Regions from separate parts of the Mus musculus genome. Here regions 1 and 2 are each linked to region 3. A link is a contact called in public Hi-C and promoter capture Hi-C data. All regions are on one chromosome and are shown on one strand. Each heading gives the region's core, a stretch centred on a gene start, on an enhancer-like site or on the middle of the called end of the contact. The rest is flanking DNA. Distances are from core to core; before and after follow the strand shown. Region 1 has its middle 130 kb from the start of Mir6343. Region 2 has its middle 360 kb from the start of Mir6343. Region 3 has its middle 11 kb from the start of Gm32622.

Region 1 (3,150 bases), core at 325-2,824, 710 kb after region 3:
ATTCCATGATGAAAGAGTACAATTGAACAAATCCTAGATAATACTTAATGTGAAGAGAGAAAAAGTACAACGGACTTCAAATATGTCTTTGAAATTTGACACGTATTATATATATATACTGTATCTGCCCAGGGTAAAGTCAGAGAGATGACATTGACAGCTGTGGGTCAGGACAGGAAAGTCAAATGCTTGTCTAGACACTGTCTTTGATAACAATGAGCATTTTTAGGTGGCTATAGAGAACATCGCCTTTTCTAAAAGGTAACCAGATAGGATGAGGTGGTCTCAGATTACCAATAATTGCTGTTAGAATTGAAAGTATAACATTGTCCTTTCCTTAACTGGCTTGTGTATCAGGTTAGAAACCATCCTCTCTTTCATAAATGATATTCGGTGAATAGAAAATAATTCTGGTTTTTATAAAAGCAATGCATTGTTAGAGACATCATTATCCTGTTAGGTAGCACACCAGCTTTTATAATGGCCCCCTCTTTCAGTAGATTATATGAAGCTATATGGATGGGCAGCTTTAGTCCTGGCTCTTTAACATTCCCCTTTAATGGTTCCTATTGTGTTTGCCAATCAGATGGTGCTGCCGCGTGTTTGTTCCTATCTATGCCTTTTGTTACTATCAAGAATGTATATATAATACAGAACAACGTGCTGCACCACCCCCTCCTTCCTCTTTCTCTTCAAGGCCAGGGTGAGCTGGTTGCGGTCCTGGGTAAAACTGAGCCTGAAGAAGCACAGCGGAGCTAGCTGAATTGGACCTTCATCGGGTTACAATGCAGACCTATCGTGACAAAAGCCCGTGTTCCATCTTGCCTTTTGATGAGCGCAGTTCAAAGCAGAAACTGTTCCCATTTAGCACTGACTGCCAAATTTCTAAACTGGCGCCCTAATTACAGCCTCGCAACATGAAGACCCGTCCATTTGCGCATCAGTGGAAAGTAAATCCTGTATTGTGCTGGGGTCATAGTGCTGTCAGTGAGCTCCCCGAGTGTGTAAATGACTCTTTGTCTTACGTGTGAAAGGGGGAGGGGGTTGTCCCCGAACAGTGTACAATGAAACATTTTTTTTTTCAAATGTGTAGCAAAGTTTTAGAGAAAATTTCCAGTGGACATCTGTATACTTTCCCCTCCGAGCCTCCCATTATCGGTTTATTATGCATACTTTAGCCCAAATCTAGCTCTCCAACCCCCCCCCTCCCGCACCTCAAAGCAATCCATAGTATTCCTGTAAAGCTTTTCCAAGTGAATCACAGCGCTGCTCCCCCCTAAACGGTTCAGCCTGATGTAATGATTTTGATGAAGGAAATAGATGTATTTCTCCCTAACCAACTTTGCAAGAGCAATTTTAGAGAGGGAGGCGGAGAAGGGTAGAGGAGATGATTTCCCAGGAACAAAGATGTGAGGAAAAATAAGCTTTGAGACACCACATAGGGTCATTTTCTGATGCGCTACTCCAGTCTTGCTGGAATTTCAATCACTATCCCTTCTGTTGGATCCTGAGAGCAGGAGGAGATTGCTTATCATCAGATATTTTTGTGACATTCGTGGGGATTGGCAACATGCACGATGAACTCAGGGCCATGTAATGTTCAAACTCTAAGAACTGTTAATAGATACTGCTGTTATGCTGCTAAGCAGATTGTGAACGGGCCTGTTGACATCTGCTGTTAGAATTAAATAGAGTCGTTAGGACAACTTGGGTTTGGAATAGGAAACCAGTTCTTCTTCTAGGAAGCTCTTGAGACACTTCTGTACCCCACAAAATATCACATTGTCTTTCAGCTAAGCAGTGAATGAATCTTCCTAGGTCAGAGGCAGTTGGGTAGATTAGCAAGAAAGCTTAAGGTGTGGGAATTTAGCAATACAAAGTGTCCTCACAAAGATGTTAGAATAATCCTCTTCATAGGCGTTCCTACACTGAAAATACAAATAAATTAAAGGGGTAGTGCTCAGACTGACACATGCGTGGAATGAGGGATTTATTGACCTTCAGAGTACTCCAGATTTCATGATTTGTGGAGTGAAGTCACAGTGCAGAATGTAAATTGACTGTACAGGACAACCTGCATGGCTAGGAGACCCAAGTACAGCACTCCTATTACCTGAGGTTAGAGAGCAGGAGGGTAGAAAACAGCTCTGGCAGGCTAACTAGGGTGCAATCCAAGAATGAGTTAGGAGAAGGATAATTCAAATTTTATCAAGATTAGAGAGTAACAAGGAAAATGTTTCAGGAGCATTAAAGAAGATTAACAATTAGCGTGACAGATTGAGAAAGAAACTGACCAGAGAGACACAGGTGCTGAGAAGTATGCATTCTTTTACTGGGCATGGAATTTGGTCTATGTGATTCTCCAGAGCTGGAAACCCTGACTTTCTGTATTGTCCAGAAGAATCTACACGACCATGGTTAAAGTCAGGTCCAGGTCTCACCCAGCTTTTACTCAGTACTTCAAAGTGTTTCTACTCATATAGGTCTAGAATCAGCACTGTGCCCCATCTCACAAAGAGAAACTCCTGAAGAGTGTGACTAGAAAAGAGGCCCCAGATGGTGGATTATTTTGGTCCAAGGGAAAAGTACCACAGAATGAGAAATGTTCAATAATATGAATTTTCCAATATTGGGGAAAGTTTAAGCAGTTCTCCTAAATTTATACTGAATGTTAACTGAAAGCTTTGCTTCTAATATAGTATCACTTGGGGGAGCAAAGGGAGGAGATGGAGAAAGGAGGAGAGCAAAGGAATGAAGGGTGGAGGCAGGAGAAAGAGGCAGAAAAAGAAAAAACGGGGCTGAAACATTTCCCAGTATCCAGCGTTTTGCTTTGAAATTTCCTCTTTCTTTTCTACAGAGAACTGTATCACACATACTGTTTTCTCAGGACTTAATTTATACATTCTATAGCTGTGCTTGGTTCATTCACATTTTAATTAAAGAAAAAATAAATAATAAATAGATTAAATAATAAATCCTAAGATATGAAAAATGTCCACAAACTCTCCATTTTAATGTGTATGTGTATATTTCTTTCTGTGTGAATATGAACAGCTTATAGATGTAAGAATAGGACACCAGATCCCCAGGAACTGGAGTCACATGTAGTTGGGAAATGAAGGACAATCTGCTGTGGATGCTAGAAACCAA
Region 2 (3,014 bases), core at 264-2,763, 940 kb after region 3:
GAACTGATTTATGGTTATGGGCAAAATTGTTCAAGGAAATTAGAAGAATGTTTCCACTTTCCTCTGCTAATATGGGAACTGCTGGTCCTTTTAGTGAGCAATCATGGCGCCAATGCCTGACTTCTTTCCTGCTGGCTCCCAGGATGACTGATAAATCTGCACAGTCCCCCAGCTTGTTTAACAATGGATTTTCTTATATTTGTTTTAAAACTTTTCTTGAATGATTCGCTTTGCTCCCGACATCCTCTTGCACCTTCAGAGTGTTATATGACACCAGAATGGTAAATTTATTGAGGCTTTCGATTTTAATTAGTTTTTTCCCCATATTTTCCCTGAAAAGTTAATCCTCTTTTAATGAAATTGTAAAATATAAGCAAATCTTACACGACACTTTTATCACCTTCTCATTTGAGATCAAAAGTCTAACTGTACAGCCTTCTAAAGTTAGACCGAATTCTAAGTGTGTATTAAAATGGTAATTTTTATCTCTGATCAATGGCCGAGCTTTAATTTGTTTGAGCAAAATAAAACAACATAGATAATGGTTCAGAGTTGCATCTCAACATGTTTTAGAGAATGATTATATTACTATAGTGCTTTTTTTTACCTCTGTTTGAAGTATGGCAAGAAGTAGATTCTTAACTTAAAAACTTAATAGGTTTGTACTATTCATCAGAACAGAACTTGCTATATAACTTCTTGATACGGAAAAGGATTCACTCATATCTTTTGCTGTTTTATGATGTAAAATAGCACCTACTGTTACTTTTGGGTGATCATAAAAATCTAGTGCATGTGCCCATGGGTGAGCTCCCAGACTTGGGATTAACTCTGCTTGGGGATAAAGAAAATATCTGATCTTTAATGTCTATTCTAAGTTTTCCAACCAACTCTTTACAGGGCTGAGATGACTTTGTTTTTTTTTTTTTTTTCTTTATCATTTTAAGTCAGTACTTTCCATTTAATTTAGGCACCTTGGTTTATATTGGTTTAGATTTCATCCTTATTTATGATCAAAGTATAGGCTCACTTTGTAGCCTTATGCTGAGAATTTATAACCACCTTATAAATGTCCCTTGTCCCTTGATTTATGATAGGGCTCCATCTAGGAACCCATGACCTCTTTATCCAAGGTCCTTACTCATTGCTCATCTCAGGGACCAGTTGAAATTCATTAGTTTAGGTACCTGTGGAAATAAGCAAACCAACATGGAGACAATGTCAGCATTATCTTCAGCTTCTCTGGGCCAGGTGTCAACACAGTGAAAGGAAACAATGTGTCCTGTGCAAGTCTCGTCTGCTTAGACGAGAATTAAACTTTGTCCTGGAGTCATCAGAGAGGGAGAGAGAAAAGGCGACACTAGTTTTGGGTAATGAAATTAATTGAGAAAAAGCCAGTCTAGCTGTCAAATGAGGAGAACCTTGGGAAGAAAAGCAGCTTCGAAAGGTCAGTGCGCAGCAAGTTGTAATCTTTACCATCTGTGCTCGGGCTGGTCGGATTCTGAGGCTGTCATCTGCAGTCTTCCTGGAAAAGAACAGACAAGGGAAAAACGGCTTGCCCAACAGGGAGCCTGGATGTACTTAGCTGGATGGAAAATGAAAACACTACATGGTATAAACTCGGGGTGACCCATACTTTCCCTTCCCCTTGACCTACGCGGGTCCACAGTTTCCACCAAACACAGGGACAGCAAATTGAAGGGACTCAGACTCCAACAAAATGCACTCTTCTATTTACAAGGCTAGTCGCTGGGCGGCTGGACTCAGGTTGGACATTCTTCCTGTCTGACTCTGTGTTCTCATGCCAGATAACATGGCTGGCTTCCTTTGTGTCTAACAGGAACTATTTTAAAAAGAGGTAGAAGCAGGCGGTTGGGTTCTCTTTGTCGGAAGGTTTGGCAGGCATCACGCAATCGGGAGTGCTCTGAATCTGTTTGGTTTCTCTTTACTCTATTCTAGGCTGTAACGGAGACTCTGCTGTAATTGTAGATTTCATGCTTCTATGACTTTTACCCAATATACAATAGCTTTTGATTACTGAACACGGTAATTACTTTCACTTACGTTACTTCTGAAGAATAAAAAATGAAAACTAAAAAAAAAAAATTGTATGCAGTATTTGTATGTTTATACATATTTACATGTGCTATATATTCATAAACACTGTACATCATGTTATTATTTACTCAATGCCTTTCCCTATATACACTTCAAATGACTATTAGAATAATGTGGATTACGATTAATTTTTTAAAAAGTGTGAGACATGTTATTTAATTTGCTACCATAATTTATAAAAACAAATGTTTTCAAAATTAGTGTCACAATATCAATGTCTGGGTTTTTGTTGTTGTTTGAAAAGTTTCAATCTTTCATAGGATTTCAGGACTAACTAATGCTAATCTTTCCCACAGTATTAACTCCAGTTATGACGGTCCTCATTGGAAGCATCAGCACATCTCATTAGCTCCAGCTCTCTTTTCTTTCTTATCTCTTTCCCTCACTCCCTTCCTTCCTTCTGTCACTCCCTTCTTCTCTCTTTCTTCCCTCTTTCTTTCCTTTCCTCCTACTTTTCTTTCTCTCACACCCTCTCTCTTCTCTCCCTCTCTCTTCTCTGTCTATTCTTCCTGTTTGTTGGCTACCAATTTCTTAGGCGAGATAGACTATCCATCTTTGAAGAAAGCTTAAGTCACTGGATTCTCTAAGGGAAGGTAAAAGATTCTATCCTTCAAGGAAGCATTTGATCTCAGGAAATAGACAAGTCAAAACCTTTAGGAAGTCCCTGAAACTGAACAGGTTCACTAGTTTTTACCCTGAAGCATATATAAGCAATAAAGACTTCTGAGAGACACTCTCAGGAAATGTGAGCTTCATAGAAAATCTCAGATAAGCTGGGCTGCCTAAAAGAGGCTCAGACATTCTCCAACATGGTGAGCTATCTGAAAATTGTGCTTTAGAGGTTCCATATATATATTTACATACACATAAATATACATATGGATTTATTATACATC
Region 3 (3,101 bases), core at 131-2,630:
CCAAACCAAATCAAACCCATTGAGAACCAAGATGACAGGGAAACATGTCTCATCTACCTGGCAGCCTCTGTATGTGTTGCATCAAGGAATGATGGGAGGTGAGGCTTTACCTGAGTCATGCTGATTGCTGGGCTGAGGGCAAGGATGTGTAAGGATGTGCGACCCTTATACTTTCTTTTGGGTATTTCCCATTGTCATTACATTGTCCCCTGGTCCTCAGCTTCCTCTGGAATGTTTGATTCATAATTGTAGCTTGAAGCCTTTGCTGATGTCCTGACCTGCACTCAACCCCCTCAGACCTAAATCCAAGTGCCCCCCAACCCCAACCAGTTGAATGTCTGTCTGCTTCAATGAGGAAAGCTGCCAGGAACTGGCACATAAACCAATGTCTTGTCTTGACCCTAGCTCAAGCCTAGAATGATTAGCAAAAGATCATTAGAAATGGCTGCTTGTTCTCTGCAACATTTAGCATCATAGCCATGGCTTCCTTCCTGATGTAGAAAAGAAATGGAAATGAAACAACACTGTAGTTTTTCAGATGACTTCTTAGCTCTCCCATATAAACCCAGAAGCTCCAGGCTAGAATCCATAAAAGCAAAGAAACGCAGTGCAGGTTACAGGGGCTTCTGGGGTGTGTATCTCCTAATCTGATAATATTTCTAGCCGAATCTACTTCCATTTCTCACCTCTTAACTGACTTTTCAGCTTCTACCCCTACAATTCTTATTTCCCTCAGAAGCAACTCTGATCCTTTTAAGTTGTGAGTCTGAGTGTGTCAACCTTCTGCTCAGTGTCTGGGCCTCTAGTGGCTTCCCATTGTTCTTCTGAGAAGAGCTGAAGTCTTGACAGTGGTCTCTGATGACTGAGGGCAGGGGCTGGACAGCGACTATTTTGGCCTTTGCCGGCCTGGTGTCTGTGTGCTCATCTGCTGTAGCATGAGCAAAGCCATGGAGGATAAGGTAAGGCACAGCACGGCTATAACCCGGCACATTACCACAAAGGGCACGGGGTTGGATCTGGTCCATGCCTGGCAAGCTCCTGTCCCTTTTAGAGATTTGGCCTTAGATACCTCTCAACCCTCTTGCCTTCTGCTCTCGTGCTATGCTTCAGGCCCATGGGCCCCTGCAAATTCGTCACGCTCTCACTTGGGCCTTGAAACTGGCTGGGTTCAATCTAGAATATTCTTCCCCTACAACTTTGAGTGACACATTTTCTTATTTTCTTTGTTTCTGTTTGTGGATCTTTATCGAGAGCTCTCCCCACTCCCTAATCACTTCATCTGAAATAGCAAAACTTACTTTTGGCACGCCATCCTCTTTACCCTGCTTTCTTCTGCTTGGAGACTGTTGCTACCACCTGACATCACCACTCATGGAATGAATAAATGATTCTTTCGGGGAAAATATTACCAGGTGCCTCCTTCATGCCAAGCAGGGAGCCGAAATTCCAATAGAGAACAAAACATAGGCTTTGTTATCGTTGTACACGAGTGGAGCTTAAATAAACATAAACATGGGAGCCAGAGAGAAGTGCTCTGAGTAAAATTAGGCTGGCCAAGGGGGCAGGTTGTGGGGTTCTTTCTCTTCGTTTGCCTTCTGCCTGGCTTCATCTGAGTTAGAGAAAGCCGTCAATCCCTCCTCCCTTTGCTGCATAGTTAGAATCTAAGAAAAACTCAGTGCCGACAGGGGGCGCCACAGCTCTGCAAAGAGGTGAGAGCCAGACCCAGGCTGTCAGGCTTCTGAAAAGGGCAGGAAGGGAGCTGAAGGCTGCAGCCTAGGGACTGGGAAGTTGGAAGTTATGGGATGTAACAGGATCTGAACACTACAGCAGCCTCACCGCAAGTGTTTTCCATGGAGCGCTGCCTAAGCTACGGGGCCTTGCAGAACAATGCGCTTTTAAGTTAGATGCTTAATAAATCAGCCAGGCATGCATTATTATGCCGCAATAGAGCCCTTGTTGTGTCTTAATGCTCAATTAGCCAGTGCAGAATCTGGGTCGGGCTTTCTATCATCTTGGATGTGTGGCGGGAACTGGCCCAGGTCTCATTGCTCTACCCGGGAGTGGATGCTTTTGTATCTTAGCAAAGCCAGGCACTAAGGTTGAAGGGAAGTCACAGATTGGGAGAACTAGACCTTGACACCGACCTTCCTCAAAGTGGTTCAACTCCAGTTGATATAGATGGGAAAAAAATCAGTTCACAGAGAAGTTACTTGGCCCAAATCTTAAGATGAGTGAGATTCAAAGCCTCCTTTCTGATTACTGATTCTGGGTCATATATTAGCTTTCATCAGGCACATTTTCAGGACACCAACGATGCCTTTCCTATGCCTGTGACAGGTGCCATAGACAGTAACGCCTTCCCACTGTCTGATTCTAAGTTAACCACTAGCCAGAAGAAGCCTCATTTATTTGAACACAAATGGATAATCAATTAAGAAAGAGCCAAACAAAGAAACCCCGATTTTTATATTTTATGGACATCCCAAGGGTGAGGGTCCAGTGTCCCCATGGTACCAGATTAAAGACAAGAGTAAAACCTTACCCTTGTTGAACCCTGCCTGCTGCCTCCTGGGTGTTCCGGCATTCTCTGGAGTGGAGACAGGTAGGCACGGCAGCTGCAGAGCATCATAGCTTGAGGGTCTGCTTTCTGCCTTTTACATGTGATTTACATACATGGGCACAGTGCATGCTCCGTAGTCTCTTCTAGCTCATTCCCTCCTCAGAGGGTCAGAGTTGTGCTGAAGTCCCCCAAGACTGCAATTCCTGTTAGGTCTCCATAGTAAGAATGTGTTGACTTTAGTCCTAGTCTATTGACTGTCTGCAAGGCTGTTTACTAGTGCCAGGGGACGCAACCCATGTGACTGGAGAGACCCTGTGGCCCCTGTCAGGCACCCACATCAGTATTTGAAGTGGAACAGTCCTAGATAAGAAACACTAATCAAAACCATAATAAGACACTGCTACTCACCTGCAAGTAGGTTGGCTAAAATGATAAAAGTCTAACAATATTAACATTGGGCAAAGATGTGGGTCAAGTAAACTCATATGGAGTTGGTAAGAGTGTAGGTTGGCATGGTCACCAAAGAGGATCATTGCACAGG

Evidence for each region. Promoter capture Hi-C pulls out the DNA fragments that hold promoters and counts their contacts. Hi-C and Micro-C count contacts between places; a contact is called where the count stands out from the background.
Region 1: a contact with region 3 is called in a promoter capture Hi-C map of hippocampal neurons, with 5 times the contacts expected there. The contact joins two enhancer-like sites. A contact is called at or near these places in 1 of 39 promoter capture datasets (hippocampal neurons), 2 of 484 Hi-C or Micro-C datasets (cerebral cortex and neural progenitor cells) and 1 of 115 datasets of contacts at active chromatin or transcription factors (embryonic basal ganglia).
Region 2: a contact with region 3 is called in a Hi-C map of cerebral cortex, with 2.1 times the contacts expected there. The contact joins two enhancer-like sites. A contact is called at or near these places in 2 of 484 Hi-C or Micro-C datasets (cerebral cortex and palatal mesenchyme).

What each region holds. Positions count from the first base shown.
Region 1 is chr1:76,636,602-76,639,751 of GRCm38.p6, forward strand. No RefSeq gene overlaps it. Among named protein-coding and RNA genes, the nearest start is that of Mir6343, 130 kb to the left of the region's middle. Within about 2 kb of position 1,575, at least 33 of the 459 cell types and tissues checked have an H3K27ac peak or open chromatin away from gene starts, as enhancers often do. A contact at or near this core is called in cerebral cortex and hippocampal neurons, where this site is marked.
Region 2 is chr1:76,864,933-76,867,946 of GRCm38.p6, forward strand. No RefSeq gene overlaps it. Among named protein-coding and RNA genes, the nearest start is that of Mir6343, 360 kb to the left of the region's middle. Within about 2 kb of position 1,514, at least 29 of the 459 cell types and tissues checked have an H3K27ac peak or open chromatin away from gene starts, as enhancers often do. A contact at or near this core is called in cerebral cortex, where this site is marked.
Region 3 is chr1:75,924,236-75,927,336 of GRCm38.p6, forward strand. No RefSeq gene overlaps it. Among named protein-coding and RNA genes, the nearest start is that of Gm32622, 11 kb to the right of the region's middle. Within about 2 kb of position 1,381, at least 50 of the 459 cell types and tissues checked have an H3K27ac peak or open chromatin away from gene starts, as enhancers often do. A contact at or near this core is called in cerebral cortex and hippocampal neurons, where this site is marked.